3 separate regions of the Mus musculus genome follow, and all the other regions are linked to region 1. The links are chromatin contacts, called in public Hi-C and Micro-C maps. All regions are on one chromosome and are shown on one strand. Each heading gives the region's core, a stretch centred on a gene start, on an enhancer-like site or on the middle of the called end of the contact. The rest is flanking DNA. Distances are from core to core; before and after follow the strand shown. Region 1 holds the start of Fam189a1 (family with sequence similarity 189, member A1). Region 2 holds the start of Apba2 (amyloid beta (A4) precursor protein-binding, family A, member 2). Region 3 holds the start of Tm2d3 (TM2 domain containing 3).

Evidence for each region. Hi-C and Micro-C count contacts between places; a contact is called where the count stands out from the background.
Region 2: a Micro-C map of embryonic stem cells shows a contact between it and region 1, with 5 times the contacts expected there. The contact joins the promoter of Apba2 here to the promoter of Fam189a1 in region 1. A contact is called at or near these places in 2 of 484 Hi-C or Micro-C datasets (both in embryonic stem cells) and 1 of 115 datasets of contacts at active chromatin or transcription factors (embryonic stem cells).
Region 3: a Hi-C map of embryonic stem cells shows a contact between it and region 1, with 4 times the contacts expected there. The contact joins the promoter of Tm2d3 here to the promoter of Fam189a1 in region 1. A contact is called at or near these places in 1 of 39 promoter capture datasets (embryonic stem cells) and 1 of 484 Hi-C or Micro-C datasets (embryonic stem cells).

What each region holds. Positions count from the first base shown.
Region 1 is chr7:65,155,157-65,157,903 of GRCm38.p6, reverse strand. Fam189a1 (family with sequence similarity 189, member A1) reads left to right here and starts at 1,376. Exons shown (of 10, transcript NM_183087.4): 1 at 1,376-1,799. The coding sequence starts at 1,581.
Region 2 is chr7:64,500,809-64,503,555 of GRCm38.p6, reverse strand. Apba2 (amyloid beta (A4) precursor protein-binding, family A, member 2) reads right to left here and starts at 1,418. Exons shown (of 15, transcript NM_001291166.1): 1 at 1,303-1,418.
Region 3 is chr7:65,692,064-65,694,810 of GRCm38.p6, reverse strand. It overlaps Tm2d3 (TM2 domain containing 3), which reads right to left and starts at 1,394. Exons shown (of 5, transcript NM_026795.3): 1 at 1,242-1,394. The coding sequence starts at 1,332. It overlaps Gm33234 (a long non-coding RNA gene), which reads left to right and starts at 1,369. Exons shown (of 2, transcript XR_391545.3): 1 at 1,369-1,960. It overlaps Tarsl2 (threonyl-tRNA synthetase-like 2), which reads right to left. Exons shown (of 19, transcript NM_172310.2): 19 at 2,718-2,747.

The DNA of each region.
Region 1 (2,747 bases), core at 127-2,626:
AAATGGGTGGCTTCTGCTTAGACCCCCTAGTCTGAGCCGGTTTTCAGAAGAATGCCTGAATGGGCGAGGGAGGTGAGGGCAGTCGAGTATCACGCTTTGATATTGTTTCAAGCACTGACAAAAATGCTTCCTGAGAACTTCTAGATAGAAAATACCTCCAGGAAATTGGAATTTGTACTAGGGCGCTCTAAACACCTGGCCAGAGGCTTATTTCATTTTATAAAGAACTGGGAGAGACGACAGCAGTTGGCCACGGGCCAATATTTGGAGGTCATCCACTTTATCCTGGGATTCCCACCCTCTCTCTCTTCATCCCTTGGCCATCCAGTTAAATTGGAAAATAAATCCCATCCCTGGTAAGGTGTTGGCTGATAAAGGCTGAGCTATTGCCCCTTCAAGGGGAATTTGCATTTTAATAGGGGCTCGTCAAGCCCCAAAGGAATCAATATCTCTAACGCTGAAATTTCAAGCACCAGCAATTGAGATATTTTCGGGAGGACACTGTTCGGTATTTCCAATCCAATGGGGCGGGGGTTGAGGGGGAGGAGGCAGACAGGGATGGAGGACTCCATAAGTCCTGCCAAGAGGTCATGGAAGAATGACCTTTGAATTTCATCTTTTGCAACTTTCCTTTTCGGCCAGTCCTTCATACTTCCGACCCTGCAGACTCCATTCAACACTGATAGGCTTAAAGTTGTCCCATCAACAGGACCACAAAAGGCATTGGGACAACCGAATTTCCAGGTTTCCTTGCAATTTCAAGGAAGCCAATCATTAAATCTGGGGGCAAGAGGGAGTATAGGCTGTTTAATACAACCTCCATTTACATTTGCTCTTGTATACTGTTTTAAAGGCTAAACTTGGGACTTGTTTTATAAAACGCCCCGCAAAGGAGAAGTGGATAGAAGGCAGCTGCTTGCCCCAGGGGTGTCCTAGGTGGCTTCTAGGGTGATTCTGCACGAAGGCGGCTAGGCTTATTAACTGGAGGTCGCCACGCCTGGGGCTCAGCGCAGGAAATCGACATCCAAGCCCTTTCAGAGCCTCAGGTCCCACAACCCCGCTCCCACGCCTTGGCCAAAGGGTCCTCTCGGAGTCCTCTGTCCTTGCCGGTGTCCAGGCTCCGTCCGTCCTCTCCCCAGTATCCGACTCGGCCCAGGAGGAGGCACCAACGCGGAGGACACACCCGCGACCTCTCCTGCTCCCTGCCTTGTCCCCCCCTTCGGCTTCGGTTCCCTCCCGGGCCCCGGCGCACAGCGGCTAGGCTCGCTCCCGAAGCCCGCGGCGGCTCGCGCCCGGCACGGCGGCTCGCGCCCGCGCTCGGCCAGGGGAGCGCGCGGACGGGCGGGCGAGCGGGAGAGGGCGCAGCGCGGCCGGCGGGCCCTGCGCAGCGGCGGTGGCATGGGCGCGGGCACCGGTGCGGGCTGCGGGCGCCCGGCTCTCCGCCCGGCCCGAGCCGCTCGCGTCGGCCGCGCGCCGCAGCCTCTGCTGCTGCCCGCGGGGAGGCGGTCCCCGCAGCCAGCGCAACTTGCCCCGGCGCCTCGGTGAGAGGAGCGCAGCGCGGAGAGAGCTTGCGGGACGAGATGCCTCCGGCCGGCGGCCCCCGCACACCGCGTCCGCACGCGCTGCCCCGCAGCCTGTCCCGCCTGCGCGAGTGCCCGGGCCGTTCCCGCATCGTGCTGGCTCTCGGGGCCACGCAGATGGCGCTCGGATGCCTCATCGTGGCCGTGAGCTTCGCGGCGCTGGCTCTCACCACCTCCGCCCGCGTGCGCCACTCCTGCCCTTTCTGGGCCGGCTTCTCGGTGAGTGTCTGCGGCGGCGGCGCGGGCTGGGACCCGGAGCTGCAGTGGCGGGGGACGCGGCCGGCGCCGAGTGGGGGAGCGGACGCCCGGGTCTGGCAGCTGCGGCTCGGCTAGCAGTTTCCAAGTCCGGGCCGGGGAACTCCGGGGACCGCCGCGCGTCGCGCTGCCGCTCCAAAGCGTTGCGCCCGGAGTTACTTTTCTGAGGGGAAAACAGCCAGGCGCCCTCCCTTCGCCACCTGGTGGGTAGCAGTCGGTGGCTGGTGCCTGCCTGGGACAACTGCCCGGATCCCCACTCGCCGCCGATGACCGACCCGGGCAGCGGGCGACTGTGACCAAGGCGGCACGGGGGCGCCCGAGCCCGGTGCAGTACCCGCTGTGCACGGCTCCCTTCGCTGCGGTTCTCGCCGGGGGCGCGCAGGGCTGTGGGTCAGTCTGGAGAGGACCGACTGGTCCCCGCTCTGGCACCTCCCGGACGCAGGGACATCTTGTTTCCCCTTAAGCCCAGGACGGTCTGGCTGGACCTGCTGGAGATCCGGAGTCAGGAGCGTGCTATTTAAAATCCAGATTGATTTTCGGGTTCTTGACCCTCAAATGTTTCCTCCAGCAAACATTTATTAAAGAAGCCATTGGTTCGAGATGATTTTCTTTTCTTTTCTTTTCTTTTCTTTTCTTTTCTTTCTTTCTTTCTTTCTTTCTTTCTTTCTTTCTTTTTTTTTTTTTTTTGGTATTTTGTATTGTTTTGGTGAAAGTTGCTTATATTCTGTATTAATAAAGCATGGACATATGGGAATAGGGATAAATGTGGCACGGGTATTTATAACGATGGGCACTTGTTTCGAGAACTCTTGACATCTGTAACTACATTTGGTCAGTGGTGCACAAATACATTACAGTGAACCTTCTGCGTTTAAATTCCGCTTACGAAGACCCAAAACAAGCCTTGGCAAT
Region 2 (2,747 bases), core at 169-2,668, 650 kb after region 1:
CAGGACAAAGTCACCCAGCCACTCTGCCCTGAGTCCCCTGCCTCAGATTGCTGCTGTCCAGGAAAGCCCCATCCTTGCCTCTTTGGAGGGACCGGGCCCCAAAGGGAGCCTGCCCATTGGTTCTTGGCACCTGCAGATCAGTACTTCAGAAAAAGTTGTTCACTTGGACCCTTAAAGCTTACGGGTCTTTGTTTTCGAAACCACTATCCTTCCTCAAATCTATATCCATAAAGGAAGAAGGGGTCTTGGGGTCTAAGGGGACCGGGACAAATCAGTTCAGACATGAAGAAAGGCCAAGAAAAACAAGCAAGGTTTAAGAACTTCACCGTGCACAAGGCCTGAGTGAGCTGGCTTTATTTAAATTCGAATTTAAGTTTGGCCTCTGTCAAGTCACATACAAATAAACAGATATTAAAGAATTAAAAGTCTTCCATAACTGAATTCTAAGTTAAGACTAGTAGGCTTTATTTAAGGCGCCTACAGCCAGGGCAAGCCCTTGCAGAGCCCCACTGGTACCTGCTCCTATCCCTACCGCACTCAGGGGAAGTTCACCCACAGCTTTGGCATATAGAGGCCTGCTGCCCATACTGCTCCCTGTGAAAACAAGGCTTGAAAAAAGCTGGGATCAATGTTCCCCTTCATCCTCCATACCCAAGTCCCCTTGCCGGGCTCTGCCTGCCAAGAGGAAGCAGCCAGGATAAGGGGCATGTCCCCGCCGCATCCCCCCAGAGAATACGGGGTGTGGAATTTTTAACTGAGTTTCTCCCCCGGGCCTCATTATAAAGGGAAAGGGGAGGGAGGGGTACAGATCAAAGACCGGTTGCCTGGAAGCAGCGAACCCAGCAGCGACCCCAAACTCCCGAGTTGCCGCCCAGCATCGGGACTTGGAATCAGTGCCAAGCAGCTCCCCTCTAGACAACCCCCCCCCCAACGCAATAATAGGGGGACCCAGACGAGTGACCATCTCCTCTGGCCACACCAGGTAGCCCCGCGCCGCCGCTTCGCAAGCCCCTGATAACCTAGCGGCCAGCTGATCCCTGCCGCGCCCGGCCGCTGGTCAGTGGCTCGGAGGGTCCGGTGGGTCCGGAGAGAGAGGGGCGCTGGTCCGTAGCACCCCCCGGTCCCAGCGGTGGCCCGCTCTGTCGACGATGCCCCTCTGCCTCTCCAGAGCCCCACAAGGTCCGAAAGGGAGCGCTGGGACCACAGCATCCGCGCCCCCCACTGCGCCCCGGCTCCCCCCACGCGGAACCGGGCAACCCAGGCTGCTGCCGCGGAGACTCTGGCGCCCCGGGCCCCACTTACCTGCGCCCGCGCGGGTTGCGCGATGCGCCGCCGCCCCCGACTGGGTCGGCGAGGCCGAGAGCGGGGCGCCGCAGCAGCTCTTTGTGAGCCCGCGCCGAGCCGCACACCGAGACTGCTAATGAGCCCGGGAAGCTGGATAGCGGCGGGCGCGCCCCGGACGCCGCGCACGACACGCAGGGCCGCCTCTACCGGGCGCACGCGGCGCGGCCCGGGAGCACCCGCACCCGCACCGCCCTATCCGCCGCCACACCGACCGCCCCCGCTCCTCCTGCGCCCGGCCACGCGGGGTGGAAACGCTTTCTAAAGAGACCTTAGGGAATCAAGGGATTCAAGACCGCGCGGCCGCGCAAAGCGCAGACAAAGATGCTTCGGCGCCCAGCGCGGCGCCTCCGGGTGCGGCGCGGGGACAGCGGCGGGGACAGCGGACGAGCCCACCTGGGACCTGGGTCCTTGGGATACGGGCTGAGATAGGCTCCGCGAGTCGCGGTGGCCCCTTGAGGAGCACACAGGTTCCTGGGAGTGAGCTGGGACCGGCCAGTTGGGGAGCCTTAACAGTCTGGTCCTGGGCAGGCAGAACAGGTGAAGGAGATGCTGCCGGTGCCCGCACCCTGCCCCTGACGCCGCGCTGCCCCCTGGCGGGCTCCGGAGAGCGTGCGGCGCTGAGGGGCTGCGGCGACCGCGCCCTGCTCTGCCAGCTCCGCTCTATGCGGAGCCCCGGCCGGCCCGAATCCCTTGACTCTCTAGGGTATTGTGGCCCCAGAAAGCCTTTCCTGAGGGGCAAGCCTTGTCCTGCTTCCCCACAGTCAATCACCAGAAGCCTTCTGGCCACAAGGTCTTCTCACCCGGTCCCTGATAACCACACACAAGGTCTTCTCACCCGGTCCCTGATAACCACCGAGTCTCTGATACCTGTGTTGCCTGGGATGTCCAGAAGGGAGAGGGCCCCAACCTCTAATACCCCCAATGAGAACCAGTTGGCTACCCTCAGTAAGAAACAAACCTCTTGAAATTCTTGAACGTTGGGCTTTATTGTCACCTTTGACCTTTCACTCAGCCCTATGCATTTGTGGCAACTTGCAGGTTTAAGGCACACAGGGTGCTCTGTTTTAGGGAATGGGGGGCTCCACTTCAGCCCCCAAATGCTTCCAATTGGCCTGGTTCTCCCTCTTCCTCTCTCTCTTCCTTCAGTCCTAGCCTGAGATGAAGGCCAGGTGGCAGAAGATCAGAGGAATGTCACCAAAGGAAGAGGAGGGTGAGTGGGGTGAGAAAAGAACTTCCTGATGCCCACAGTGACAGAGGTGACCCCGAGAAGGGCCTGGAGAAAAACTGAATACAGGGGCAGACCTAGTAAGGACCTCCTAGGCCTGGGACCTGTCTGCCTCCCTCTCTTTCACCCTCCATTACCCCACCCCCCACCCCTACCTCACCAGTCAATAGCAGAGCAG
Region 3 (2,747 bases), core at 145-2,644, 540 kb before region 1:
GGACAGAACTGGAACCAGAACACACAGCTCTCCAAATCCAATCCAATGTCCTTTCCAGCAAAAGTTACTGATGGAAAAATGAAGCCCGGACACGCCCCCTTCGGCGCGCCCCCACCACAAAAATGACAACACCCTCAGCCCTCCAATTCTAGAAAATACTGGTGTTAGTATATACGTCGAAATAAAAATCTGTGAAATGCCTCTGCCAGTTTCAAGTCCAATCCCTGAAATAATAGGACTCCAAACAGATGAACCTAAAGAGCTAGCGGACAGTTAGCAAAACAGGAATACTTGGAAGTGACATGAAGTGGCTAACGCTATAAATACCATTTCCCACTATTGTTCCTATCTCCATGTGGCCCGAGGTTGGAAGGTTCAAATCACAAGGCTGAAAAGGCCTTAAATCAAGATAACTACAGTGGCTGCAAAGGTGAGGAAACAAAGATCCCTCAAAGCCCGATCTCACCCGGATTATCCTCCAGGTATCTATCCAACCTTCTTAACCCAGCACATCATATAACATTAGGGAAGCATTGTAGAGTTCGGTGTTTGGTTGGTTGGTTTTTAACTCAAGGGAAAACAGTACTGGCTAAAGAACTGGAAGAGAGTGGAAAATAAAAAATAAACAGAAACGAAGAGTCCTGTAAGGCTGGATGAAGAGGTAAGTCATAGATTTCAAAAAGACCAAAACTGTCTACTGAAAGCGGCTGTCTGCCCTTAATTTACATATCTAAACAACACCACATCTAACAGCCAAAACCAAAAGGCGACTTCTTATACTAAAGAAACCTGTATCGAAAACAAAGGGGGGCGGGCAACTACTCCTTATAAATATGCACATTTACTAGAATAGAAAACGTCTAGTACCTGCTGCCCTGGGAACTACAGAGAATGTACGTGTTGGGCCCGGATCCTTTATTGCCTGAGCCAGCGGCTGCGAATGCTCTAAATTTAAGGATCCTACAATTAGAAAGGCATGTTATCATGGGATAGGATACCCTTGGTTTGTGTGCTTAACAGGTAGGGGCTGCACTGGGCATCTACGGCTCAAGAAACGGAAATGACGGGGTCGACTGGGGTTCTGGGCTACCGACTCAGGGAACACCGGTTTTCGGGGCGGGCTGGAGCGCAGTGCTGCGGCCTCGGGCTGCGGCGCCCAGGCGTCGGTCGCCGGCCTCCTGCGGCTCCGGGGACCCCCTTGCCACCAGCTCACCCGGTGCGGCCCCCAGCCTTGAACTCACCATCTCCCGACAGAATGTAGCACTGGGACAGGAAAAGCAGCACGCGGGACAGGTGGCGGACAGACCGCAGCGGCTCGGCCGCAGCCTCCATTTTTGTCGCTGCGCGTGCGCACTTCCGGGCCAGGAGGCGGGGCTGTGGTGGGGGCGCGCCGAAGGGGGCGTGTCCGGGCGCGGCCCGCAGGCGCACTGCTGCGGGGCGCCGCCGGCGGGTGTCATTGCTTCCCAGCTCGGAGGTTGGGTGGTCTCCTTGTCGCCGTGCTCTGAGTGCTGTTGGCCAAGGGAAATGAATGAAACTGGGGACCCGCAGCAGCAGGAAGTAGCTCGGACCAGAATAGCCCCTCACTGCCTTTGAAGAGATGCCCTTCTCTTTCCATTGGGAGTCTGGGAAACGGTTGTGATGCGATGTGGTTAGCCCATTTTAGTTCCGCTGACCCATGAAGCCAGGGAAGCAGCTCCAAGAGTCCCATGCACCAGGACCCAGGGCTCCTGCCTTAGGTTTTACCACAGCCTGTTGGGGGACACGCGGAGTTTAGAGTTCCTCTGAGACTGGAAAAACAGGTTAGGTCTCAGGGCCTGGGACAAGAGCCAAGTGTGTGGAATTTTCACGTAGGAGCAGAGTCCAACCCCAAACTGGCCAGGAGAGCAACCTCGAGGAGGGGGAGCTGCTCTCTGCAACCTACGTTGTTTCTATGGCATATACTTCAGGAAGCATGCTGTTGGTATGTCTCTCTCTGTTGACTTGCACTTTGGGGTCCCCAAATTCCCACTTGCACATCTGATAAGTGAAAAAGTACATGAAATGGTGTTCGGCGCACAACAATCCTGCAGTAAATGTTAGCTTTAAAAATGGTTACAATTCGCACCCTACACCCTCACACTGGTTTCATCTATGATGCTTCACTCTTCATGTTCAGGAGAATCAATAATATATCAAAGACTGATGCTTCTCTGCATCTAATTTGAATTCTGCTGCACCTAGTGAAATAAATCTGTAACTAATTTCTCTTTGGCATAACGGTATTTTAATTAAGTGCCAAGACAATAAGGTTGAAATCGGAACTACAGGGTCTGGAGAGCTGAGTCGGCAGTTAGGAGCACTGGCTGCTCTTCCAGAGGACCTAGATTTGATTCCCTGCACCCACCTGCGGCTCACAATCACCCAGAACTACAGTTCCAGGAATCTGGCACCCTCTTCTGACCTCTATAAGCACAAGACACTCTTGCAGTGCCCAGACAACAGACAAAATACCCATGCACACAAAATAAAAATAATTTAAATATATCAGAAATGCAGTCCAGAGGCACAGACAGGCAAATCTCAGTGAGTTCTAGGCCAGCCAGAACTACATCGTGAAACCCAGTCTTGATTTAAAAAAAAAAAAATCAGAAATATACTCGATTCAACATACAAGTGAAACACCCCAGGAAAGCAGTGGTTCAACTCCAGGCAAGCGTCCAACAATGGAACATACCGAGGCTCTAGAAACACCATGTGATGCATTTTAT